Linked DNA regions of Rattus norvegicus: all the other regions are linked to region 2. The links are chromatin contacts, called in public Hi-C maps. All regions are on one chromosome and are shown on one strand. Each heading gives the region's core, a stretch centred on a gene start, on an enhancer-like site or on the middle of the called end of the contact. The rest is flanking DNA. Distances are from core to core; before and after follow the strand shown.

Region 1 (3,996 bases), core at 1,490-3,989, 180 kb after region 2:
CCTGATGCAGTGGTTCCAGCTGTGGTCCTCCCTCCCTTTGCATCACTGATTTGTAGCCTCTGCCAAGTCACTCCTATCATAGTATAGCAGTATCTTCTTCCTTAAGACACAGGGCCCCTTTGAACTATGCTTCCTTATACTCAGTGTAAAGCCAGACTCCTGGAGAGGGGCTGAATTCACCTTTGATCCCCACTCCTAGACACCTTCACACCTACTACCTAACAGAGGCCAGCTCTTCCTGGTCAGAGAATATGGTTCTACCCAATGGTCAATCACACCTCACCCAACTGGTCACTCTCTCTTTGGAAGAAGTCACTTGGTTTCTGGTACACAGTTCTGATTCTCCTCCATCACTGGCTACTGTTGCTTTATAGCTTCGCAGCTGGCTTTCCTTCCTCTCTCAAACCCACAGACCTGTAGCATCCAGAGGTTCAGTCTTGAAACTGTCTCTCTTTGTTGCTTGAATTAATCTCTCAGCACTACCTTTGTTCATCCTGTGGGTGACGTCATCCAGTGTGTGTACGTGTGTGGGGGGAGGGCTTTATAGGACAACCACAGGTTGACAGCTGCTAAGTCTTTACTGTGAGTTACTCCTTGCTTCTTCCTTTGAACCCTAGACACTCACATCCAACTGCTTATGTTATGGTTTGTATATGCTTGGCCGAGGGAGTGACACTGTTAGAAGGTGTGGCCATGGAGTAGGTGTGTCCCTGGGTGTGGGCTTTAAGACCCTCATCCTAGCTGCCTGGAAGCCAGTCTTTCACTAGCAGTCTCCAGATGAAGATGTAGAACTCTCAGCTCTGCCTGCACCAGGCCTGCCTGGATGCTGACCTGCTCCCACCTTGATGATGATGGACTGAACCTCTGAACCTATGAACCTATAAACCAGCCTCAATTAAGTGTTGTCCTTTACAGGACTTGCTTTGGTCATGGTGTCTGTTCACAGCAGTAAAATCCCAACTAAGACAGGTTATTTTAATTTCCGCTTTGGTGATGACACATCTCAATCTTCTAACATCTCTAAAACAAAGTAAGTTCAGACCTCCCACAAGCTCCTCCCATCTCCTTCAACCTTCCTTCTCCCAATCCAACTGTCTGAACAAAACCAGTCTTCACTCTCATCCTCTTATCCCTTATTTCCCACATCCAGTAACTTAGATAACCCTTTAGAGCACACCCATACTCTTGTCTCTCATTGTAAGGGTTTTTTTTTTTTCAAGTGTCATTTTATTAACAAAACTTCCTTTAATCATTGAGCTTTAATAAGAAAAGCTCCCTTGGCCCTCTGGCAGCCCTGTGGTGAGGGACAGAGGACTTAGTACTTATAAAGCAACAATTGAGAATGGTATCAAAACAGTGATGGCCTGGAGGGAGGAAAAACACTTGGTCAGAAATAAGTGATGGAAAGGATCAAGTTCACTGAGGATTAATAAGAAGAAGCAACCCTGGCCATTGAAGTGTAAAGACCAGATAGTATGAATGACAGCCGTGTGCAGGAACCCGAGGTAAGGCTTGTGTGACTGAATGGCCAATCATATCAGGGAGCTATCAGACAGTCAGTAGCCGCATTATGTAGCATCTTACACATTTTCATACGGAAATTTGAGGGTTATTCCAAGTTATGATGCAGCCATCTGAGGTTTTAAGCAGAAGGTCAAACTAAATGAAATTGCTTTGGCTGGGATGTGACTAGTGGGAGGAGGCTTTGCTGCAATCCAAACTTAACAATGAGCAAAGAAAGGTGGGCAGAACCAGTAGACTGGGAAATGGCCTAAGATCTGAAAGCAGAAATAGCAGGACTTTGCTTCTTCTAAAAGGGACGCAGAAGAGGATAAAGTCTAACTTTTGTCCCGCAACTTGGGAGTCTATCATGGCAAATGAAACCAACCATATTTCCACCAAGTTGACTGGATTAAAAAACAAAACAAAACAAAACGAAAGGGTAGGGAAAGATCATTCGGGCAGCTAGTGTTCTCAGGGTAAGAGAGAGAGTACGTGAGGAGATATTGTTTTTAAACTGTGGACTCTAAAAGGATCACTGGGTTTGCCTAGAATTCTTGACAGGAGAGTGTGGATTGGACAAATATTCTATCTGCATTACAGGGGAGACCAAGGGGGAGGGAAAGGAAAAGAATGATTTGTCTTACATTCACCGGTTTGAAACCTATTTATGTCGCTGGTGGTGTGAGCCCTTAACGTGGTGGTGGGTCCTTGTCACGGTGCAGCGTACTGGCGACGCGAAACCTCACAAGTAGGTCACACTTGGGAGCCTTCATCTCGAACGAGCTCTAGGAGACGAACGTGGAGGCTCCCGGTCAACCCGGTCTGTAGGGTGATTACTGTAGGGTGAAGCCGTGCGGGGAAAAGACTTCTGCGAATCCCTCAACTTCGCCACCTCCAGCCGCTCCCCGGCTCCGCGGGCCCAGGACAGCCGGTCATTTTCTCCAGATCGGGAGGTTAGAAGCTCGCAGGCCCCCTAGCGTCCGACCGTTCAGCGCGGAGGCCCCGGCTCGCGCCCGCCACCCCGAGCACCCACCCGCCGGGCGTCGCGACCCGGTCCTGCCGCGGACCGCAGACCCCTCCCGCCCCCGACTCCTCCCGAGCAGCAAGAGGGAGACGACGACGCCCGCCTCCCGCGCCCTCCCGCCCTCCCTCCCGCGCGCGCCAACTCCCAGCGCAGCGCGCTGATTGGCCGGCGCATTCCCGCTCTGCTTCCCGAACCGCCATTTTGAAAATCTTGTTGATTCTGAGGAACCGAGAGCGAGCGCGCGGCTTCGCGAGGACCTCGGCCCGCGCGCCTTCCACTCAGCGGCGGCCTTCTCGTGCGCACCCGCGGTGAGGACCGCAGCAGGGAGGCGCGGCTGCCGCCCCCCGTGGCGGGGCAGCGGGGAGGAGACGCGGCCATAAGCACGGAGGCCTGCCGCGGGGGAGGGGACGGGGCTCGGCTCTGCTCGCCTTGGCCAGACTGGCCTGGCCCGGCCCCGGGCGGCGCAGGCCGAGCGGGAGCGCGCGCTGGCGGCTGAGGGGCGGTGCGGTTTCCCGCCTCGGGCATCCCCGGGGAGGCGGGCGGAGTGACAGATAGGGTAGGCGACTTGGAGGAGAGCTAACACGGGGCGGTCGCTACGCTCCTGCCCGCGGGAGCGAACGAGCAGGCGAGCGAACCGAAGCGTGCGGCTTCTTCCCCGCCCGCAGGCTCCCAGCATGTCGGCGGCGGCAGCCCCCGCTGCGGAGGGAGAGGACACCCCCACGCCGCCCGCGTCCGAGAAGGAACCTGAGATGCCGGGTCCCAGGGAGGAGAGTGAGGAGGAAGAGGAGGAGGACGACGACGATGAGGATGAGGAGGAAGAAAAAGGTGGGCAGGGATGCGCATCCCCCCGGTGGATTTCTTCACATCAAAAGTTACCCCCTCCCCTCCTTTGGGGAGCAGTTATCTTGCTTTTTAATGCTTAGAAGCATTAAGTCGGAGTGGTTGATTTCACGCGATTGCTAACAATTAGTGGTAGAAAAATCTGTGATATCTCCCCCCCCCCCCTCTCTCTCTCCTTTTGAGTATTTGCCGGGGTTTTGGTGCAAGTGTAGCAAGAGTTTTCCCAGTGTGCCTTCAGAACGCTTCGTCGTTCACCCAGAAGTTTGTAAGTCAGATCTGCCTTTTGAAGTTACCCTAACTAAGGTTCAGTAATGGAACTTAACACTACAGGTATTCTTACTAATCCTGGAAATGTTTTTTCATGTCCATATTCTCGGCTCTTTGTATCTGCTGATTTTTTTTCTTTTTCAGTAAGGGTTCTTGGGGGAGCGCTTTTGTTTGCCTAGGGCTCACGGGTGAAAGCTGTTGTTGTTGGAGAAAGTAGTTAAAAAACGAGAAAACTGAACTGAAAGTTAACATGTGAGCCCACAGCTGTCTCGGTTTTGGAACTAATTCTGACCCAAGGAAGGTGGTAAGAAGCATCATTTGAATAGAGGCTGAGCTGTGTCAAGTAGCAAGCATTGTGTCAG
Region 2 (3,916 bases), core at 173-2,672:
TTATCCCTGATATAGGAGGTGACTGTTGTGTTTTATAAAAAAAGAAAGAGAAGCCAGGGATATGTTTGGTAGGAGCGTGGGGGTCTTTAGAAGGGGTAGGGGCTGCCTCTGCAGGCTCATGCCCTGAGTTACCAGTCATACTATACTAGTGTGGAACAGAGTTTATTTAGGGCATGAGGAGGGGAGTTGAGGAGGTAGTAGAGACAGAGAAAGACAAGGGGTGGGGGCGGTGCGGGGGAGGGAGACACACAGAGACTAACAGTCCGAGAGAGACAGAAACAGAGAGAGAAGAGGCCAGCCATGAACACGTGGAAGGGGTGGGTAGGGGAATGGGGAGAGAGGGCACAGAGGGGATGGAGGGCAAGTGAGCAAGAGAGTAAAGAGGGGGCAAGCAACCCCTTTTAACCGGAGTCAGGCATACCTGGCTGTTGCCAGGTAACTGTGGGGTGGAGCCTAGAAAGAATGCTAACAGCGACTGTCTCATCCCTTAGGTGGGAGATGGACTTCATTGTCTAACACTATTGCCTAATCAGTGCGAGGAGGCAGGAAAGGGTTCTGGAAATGAGTCCTTGCTGGGCTAACTACCTTTTAATTGAAAAACAAAAAAACCGTTTTCCACTTCCCTGCCCTCTGCTCTCTGTGAATGTGCTAACTAAAGTGTTTTCTTTCTCTGCTGGTCTAAAGTGTGAATTCTGTCATCAACCAGCTAATATTCCTCGGTCTTGTTCATTTCTGATTTCAACCAATAAAATAAATCCTGTGTCCTCCCTGTCCCCCGTCTGACTGCACATTCCTATGATCTGGGGCATTCCATGGTGCCCAGAAAGTAAGTTCTCAATAAATACTAACAAAGGGAATCAGAAATAAATAAATACATACATACATAAATACATAAATACATAAATACATAAATCCTCTGCTCTCTCCCTGGCTTAGCTGCTTCAATGGCGAAGGTGAAAGCCTTGTGTTCTGTGCATTCCATTGGAAATGACCTTCTTGTCCTTTTTCACTCTCTCAAGGAGGTGCAATCCCTATATCCTGCCTCACATTGTCTAGGTCTAAAAAAGAGTGACTGTCCACTCAGATACTCCAAGGAATCTAGTCCTTAGTGATTCTCCACCAAGTGACCTGGAAGACCTCATGTGTGACCATTTTCCTCAAGACTGTCCATTCTTTTTCCCATGTCCCTTTTGCCACCTTCCACTCTCTGACCAGGTCAATTCTTCCCTGGCCCCTCCCCAAGTCTCCAGGCGGTTACATCTACTCAACTCCCTGTCTAATTTATGTCTTTGTTACTCGCCGGGTAACAAAGATTTGTATAAGAATCGCTTTAGAAGCAGCCGGTCTTCCCCTGTAGAACCTGAGCTGTGTCCTGCTAAGTCACGCTCCTCACTTGACTCTCATCCACGCCTGGATGCCTGCCGCATAGTTAACATTCCATACAGACTGTCAGAAAGGAATTCTCCTGAGCAGGGGAGATAGCTCAGTCCATAAGCGTTCAACTCTCAGAATTCATGTTTAGAGAAAGAAGAAAAGGTGCAGAGTGTTGATATGTACTTGGAACCCACAAGTGCCTCAGAGGTAGCGATGTACAGTTCCCCGAGACTTACCAGCCTGACCTAATTAGGGAGCCCCAGGTCCTGTAAGGGACCCTGGATCAAAAAGCAGTGTGAGGACTGGAGTTGGCTCAGTGTTAAAGTACACTGGCTGTTCTTGCCAAGGTTCTCTTCCCAGCACACGGATTGGCTCATAACCATCTCTAACTCCAGACCCAGGGGGTCTGACACCCTCTTTTGGCCTGCACAGGCATCATGCATGTTCCCGGTGTACAAACATACATATAGGCAAACACTTTTACATATAAACTGTTTTAAAAAACCATTTTTCAAAAAATAAGATATTGGTGGTGGGTTGGTAACTCCTGGAGAGATGGCATAGTGAGTAAGACAACTTGTTGTTCTTCCAAAGGACCCTGGTTGGGTTCTCAGTTCCCTTGTCATGAAGCACATGACAGCCTGTAATTCCAGTTCCAGAGGACCTGATGCCTCTGGTCTCTTTGGCACTGGCATGTACCCACACCCAGAGACAGATTCCTACACATAATAATAAAAATAAATATTTCTTAATTTAAAAAAAAAAGGTGGAGAGGTCATTGTACAGGAGAGAAAGAAAGAAACAGAGGCAGAGACAAGAGAGAGAGACAAAGACAGAGAGAGACAGAGAGACAGAGACAGAGACAGAGAGAGACAGAGACAGAGAGATAGAGACAGAGACAGAGAGAGAGACAGAGACAGAGAGAGAGAGACAGAGACAGAGACAGAGAGATAGAGACAGAGAGAGACAGAGACAGAGAGAGACAGAGACAGAGAGATAGAGACAGAGACATAGAGACAGAGACAGAGGCAGAGACAGAGGCAGAGACAGAGACAGAGAGACAGAGGCAGAGACAGAAAGAGCAATCACTGGGATTTAATGGCCAGCAGCCTAGTTCCAGTCTCAGTGACAGATCCTGACTCAAGAAAGTAAGACAGAAAGTGATGGAGCAGGACCCTGGATGTCTTTCTCTGGCCTCTGCTTGCGGGCTGGCACTTGTTCCTCTCATGCATGCCTATCACACACACACACACACACACACACACACACACACACACACACACAGGGAAAGGAATATTCTAATTTTGTTCTTTTGGGTTTTTCTAAAACTGTTGTAGCCTGACTTTCTCCACACCTTTTCTTCCACCCTTTCAACCCCCTAACAGTAGATAAGAGAGAGAAAATGAATAGAGAGGAAAGCCAGGGGTTAGAAAGGGGGCGATGTTATCATTAGACTACTTCCTGCTGATTGGGGGGCATGGAGTTCCTTGAGGCAAGTTTGATCTTCATTGCGAAGGGTAGCTGATTTCTTCTTGTTTCTTCTTTTCACATAACTACTTAACAAACCATGGCCAACCACAATCAACAACAACCAAACCCAACAACCCTCTCGGGACCCTAGCATTTATACACCCTCTGCAAAGTCTCCAAAAGTCCAACCATCACACAAGCTTGCAGAAAGCTGGCAAAATCATGCCCCCTCCAGAGCACAAGGCAAATCATAGTCAGCTGCTGCAAACATCTGAAGCAGCCCCATATTCCACGCCTGGGATTGAAATGAAAACATATCCTTATTGTTGACATTCTGTCTAAGCTCCACCCCCACAGTTACCTGGCAACAGCCAGCTGTGCCTGACACTATATAAGGGACTGCTCGCCCTCTCCTCACTCTCTTGCTCTTTGTTCTTCTTCTTCTCTTCTCTGCTCTCGTGCCCTCTTCCTCTTTGTCCCTGTCCCTTCTCTCCCTGTTCCCCGCCTTCCCTCCATTCCTCTCATCTTCTACTCTTCTTCTCTCATTAAACCTCTCCACATGGAACCATGTTGTTTTGTGTGTTCAGTCTGGACACGAGTCGAGATTTAAACCCCAATGCTTACAATATTTCTGTGGGGTTGCTGTTTTGTTTTGTTTTTTAAGAAACCAAGACTCCCAAATTGTCACTACAGGGTGTCACCGGTCTCTTTGTTTGCCATATCAGAAATAAACATTTCAACAGCAGGAGAGAAGCAGGAGGCTATGGGAAGTCAGTCTGCAAAGCCCTCCTCCCTGCCGCCCACTCTGCCTGACACTTTAGCCACCTCGCCCACTCAACTGCAGCTTGGGGACTGGTTTTACCTGAAAAGCCACTCACTGGGGCTGACACTTGCAAAAGCTTTCTAGATTTAATCTTCTCATGAAGTCGTATTTCAATTTAGAATCGTTTTTACTATAATCTCTAAGCCCAGTCAAGACAATGCACACCCAAGCAGAATTGGATGAAGAAATACGTTCAGGGAGGGGGATGTGCCTACACAGGCATGAGGACCCAAATTCAGAGTCTCAGTG
Region 3 (4,027 bases), core at 111-2,610, 130 kb after region 2:
GTGAAAGACCAGGTCGACAGTTACTTATGCCAGATAAGTGTGGGTCTGTGCAGGGGAGGGCTAGCCTAGCGCAAAGTCTGGGGAGAGCAGCACAGATCAAGAGGATGTGAGACTTCCTAGCGGGATGTAGACTCTGCTGTCCAAAGGCCTTCTGAGGGACGAGCCACTTGTTTTAGGTTTGGGAAAGATAGCTATTGCTCTCAACTGCCTTTTAAAGTGAAGAACCAGCTTTCAAAACTCTCCAGTGAGTGAGCCAGACTGTTCTCACATTATAAAATGCTGTGCGGGCTGAATGAAGGCAACTTGGAGAGGGGAGGGATATAGACCCAAGTAGATACAAGTGTGTCACAAAATGGAGAGGAAAGTCAGCTAGGAAAGGGGCTAGTGTACCATAATCCAGGCATAATGGAGCATTTATTTTTGGTATAAACCTTGTATAGTTAGTTACATATTGTTACTATTCACTGAAACACTTCGGCAAGGAGGAAGTGATAGCTCCGGTAACAGAAGTGAGCTGTTCTAGGAAGGTTCAACACCAGAGAGCCACTGCCGGTAAAGGATGTGTCTCAAGCTGTGAGGAAATGGGAGATCTGGAGGCTGGGGAAATGGCTTGGAGGTTAAGAACACTTGCTGCTCTCACAGAGGACTGGAGTTTGGGTCCAAGCACTCATGTCAGAAAACTAGTAACCGCTCAGAACTCCAGTTCCAGGGGATCTAATGCCCTCTCCTGGCCTCCCTCCCCAGGCACCTCCAAACTTGTGTGCATGCGCAAATACAGTCATATCGATAGAAGTCAAATAAACCGTTAAAACCGGAAATGATGACTGAGTGCACTAACATTTAACCTGATTTAGATTGTAATATAAACACTCATTAAACAGCCATATAGTACCCCGATTGTTACATACAATGTTTATGATGTGTATTAGCAAAATAGCCTAGTTCTGATTTTCTCTGGTCTTCGTTTTCTTCCTTGAACACTTGAACATGGCTTCCTTAGCTCGGACGCTGCTTCATGGCCAGAAGTTATTATATTACTTTGAAGAGATGAATAAGCTACAAAGTCGAGCTCGGATATGAGAAGGGGGAAGGGAGTAGGTGTTATCTCATTGGCTCTCTCATTCGTCCCGTCGTGGGTGTGAGCATGCTAACTATAGACTGTGGAGGTGGTTAAGAAAATAAACAGAACTCTAGGTAGAGTAATCAAAAAAAAAAAAAAAAAAAAGCCTGCCTGAAAGAATAGTGAAAGTTAAACTACAGAATTAAAGCTGACGGACGGACAGCCGACCCCATGAAGAAGAGGGAGGGAGAGGCTGCCCCTGTGCATGCTCGCATGCCTGGCAGCTTAGTGGCTCCAAACTCCCTGCTGTGACTAGTGGCTGGGACTTGGAAAGAGGTGGGGTGGAACCATGGGGAAGGGAATTAGAGAGATAAGCAAGAATCAATTCCTTCCAGAGTGCAAGAGCCCATGGTAAGGGACTGCAGTTTAATTTCAAGACGCGGCTTAAAGAAAATGTAATGTGCAGCGAGAAGTCATCCGATTTACAGTTTAAGCTGACCGCTCTCGCTGCGTAGAGGCAGAGGGTAATCGGGTCCTCTCTGACTTCATTGTCCTTGTCACCAAGACCTTCTTCTCTTGTAACTTGCAGCCCTGGAGTTGCTGACCCTGACAATCCCTGTGGCCTTAGATCCTGACAACACCGAATCCAGCTGGGTGGGAGGTGTCTGTTAACACTCTTTCAAGCCCACCCAAATCCCTGCATCTTCACCACTTGAACCAGTCTGAGCCAGCACCCTGATTTTCTGAAGGCCTGGCCACATAGGCCCAACACATTCATTTTCTGTCCTAAAGCTCCAATCATTGGGAGGGCCAATTCCTATCCTCCTAAAACAGCCACCTCCTAACCTCCTAGTTCAAACTTGGCATATTGTACGGTACCGATGCTGGGTGTGTCCTGGTGTTTCCTTTGCAAATGATTTAAATTCTTGGAATCATAAAATACCCCATGTCCGAGCCAGGCATGGCGGCGCATACCTCTAGTTCTGACACTCTGGAGCCAGAGGCAGACGGATCTCCGTGAGTTTGAGGCCAGCCTGGTCTACAATCGTGAATTCCATGACAGCCAGGCTTAGAGCTTAGAGCTCCTGTTTCAAAAGCCTTATATCGTAAGGAGTGTTCTGATTCAATTTGCAGGGTTCTATGATGAGGGAGTGGGCTTGGTATAGTGAGACTCCATTGTTACTGAGGGTGAGAGGCAGCAAATCAGGGTAATGGCGGTGGATGTGTCTGTCCCCAGACTCCAGGGGTGGAAGGCTTGGTCCTCAGTGTAGTGCTGGGGCGGGGGATGCTTTAAGAGACAGGGCAGAGCAGGTCTTAGGTCACGGGAAACTGCAATGACAGGCCACTGCGAGCTATCCAGGCTCCCTCTCCACTCTGCTTTGTTGTTGGCTAGGAAACGTTTGGCCATGGGTTCCTGATATGACGCATGACCTCAGCACAAGCCCAAAAGCCATGGACTGAAACCATGAGCCCAAATAAACCTTGTTTCTACCTAAGTTTTCACTTCAGGGATGTGTTACAGTGGCAAAAAGTTAACCACCCCGAGGACCAGGCACAGAGCTCCCTGGCTCCCTGTTCAGAGCTCTCTGCATGTTCCAAAGCTATTTTTAAAAAACATCTGTGGAGACAGGGCAGTTCTTTGCAAGCCCCGTCTATACATGTCACCTCAGAGTCATGCCGACCCCACAGATTACAGGAACTGAAGTAGGAAAGAGGGAATGCTGGGAGATGATTGGTCCAGGACTCAGGACTCAGGTCCTGTAGCTCTAAGGCCTGTGAAAACGTCCCACCATCAGATGAAGTGAGCCTGGGAGTCCCAAGGCTAGAGGTTCCTGCTTGCTATTAGAGGGTTACTCCTGTGTGCGTGTCTGTCTTCGGTTTCTTCTGAAGAGCATACATCTTCTCAGTGTAATTAAGGAGAGACTTAGTCAAATGCTGACGGCTTACTGGAATCATTAGGAAAGAATTGTAAAGAAAAGAGATAGAGGGACGGGAGAAAAGCCTGTCAGAGCCTACGAGCACTGACTGCTCCTCCAGACGACCCGGTTTGAGTTCCCAGCACCCACATGGATGCTCACAATTGTCTGTGACTCCAATTCCAGGGGATTCTGTACCTTTTCCTGACCTCCATATGCACCAGGAATTCAGAGGGTGAGCAGACATCCAGGCAGGTAAAACCCCCTACACACATAAAGTAAATCTTTAAAAAAAAAAAAAAAGAAAAGAGGGGGTTGGGGATTTAGCTCAGCAGTAGAGCACTTGCCTAGCAAGCGCAAGGCCCAGCTCCGAAAAAAAGAAAAAAAAAAAGAAAAGAAAAGAAAAGAGATACAACTTCACCGAGTTTATGTTTTGGCCAATGGTCAAAGAGGTGGGTGTGGACCCTAAGCTTTTAAAGCAAATACCATTTCCTGGAAGGTGCTTTCTAAAATTGTTTTGTGGTGTCAACCAGTAATCCCAAGAGACTGGGAAAGGAAGACAGCAAGATTAAGCTTTGCCCGGGCTGCAGGGCGAGTAAAACACTGGTCTGGACAACTTAACAAGACCTTGCCTCCAAACTATAAAGTGTTTTGTGTGGGTTGGAGTGATGTGCTATGAATATGGCTGGAATATGTGTTAGAGCACTCACCTAGCATGTGCAAGGCCCTGGTGCCCCCCCCCCACACACACACACACATACAGACACACACATAATACACACACATATACACACAGACATACATACACACAGACACACACACATACAGACACACACATATACACACAGACACACAGACACACAGACACACACACAGACAGACACACACATATACACACAGACACACAGACACATACACACATAATACACACACATATACACACAGACATACATACACACAGACACACATACACACACACAGACACACAGATACACACAGAGACACCCACACAATACACACAAACACACACAGACACATACACATACACAGA

Evidence for each region. A called contact is a pair of places that touch in the nucleus more often than the background predicts.
Region 1: a Hi-C map of the A7r5 cell line shows a contact between it and region 2, with 5 times the contacts expected there. The contact joins the promoter of Dek here to the enhancer-like site in region 2. A contact is called at or near these places in 9 of 12 Hi-C or Micro-C datasets (the A7r5 cell line, Schwann cells, frontal cortex and 5 more).
Region 3: a Hi-C map of the A7r5 cell line shows a contact between it and region 2, with 4 times the contacts expected there. The contact joins two enhancer-like sites. A contact is called at or near these places in 11 of 12 Hi-C or Micro-C datasets (the A7r5 cell line, the Rat2 cell line, Schwann cells and 6 more) and 1 of 1 datasets of contacts at active chromatin or transcription factors (oligodendrocytes).

What each region holds. Positions count from the first base shown.
Region 1 is chr17:17,784,400-17,788,395 of GRCr8, forward strand. It overlaps Dek (DEK proto-oncogene), which reads left to right and starts at 2,740. Exons shown (of 11, transcript NM_001004255.1): 1 at 2,740-2,835; 2 at 3,193-3,352. The coding sequence starts at 3,202. It also overlaps a transcript of Rnf144b not described here.
Region 2 is chr17:17,606,494-17,610,409 of GRCr8, forward strand. No RefSeq gene overlaps it. Among named protein-coding and RNA genes, the nearest start is that of Rnf144b, 160 kb to the right of the region's middle. Within about 2 kb of position 1,423, at least 20 of the 93 cell types and tissues checked have an H3K27ac peak or open chromatin away from gene starts, as enhancers often do. A contact at or near this core is called in the A7r5 cell line, kidney and liver, where this site is marked.
Region 3 is chr17:17,740,366-17,744,392 of GRCr8, forward strand. All of the region lies in intron 1 of Rnf144b (ring finger protein 144B), which reads right to left. Among named protein-coding and RNA genes, the nearest start is that of Rnf144b, 27 kb to the right of the region's middle. Within about 2 kb of position 1,361, at least 2 of the 93 cell types and tissues checked have an H3K27ac peak or open chromatin away from gene starts, as enhancers often do. A contact at or near this core is called in the A7r5 cell line, where this site is marked.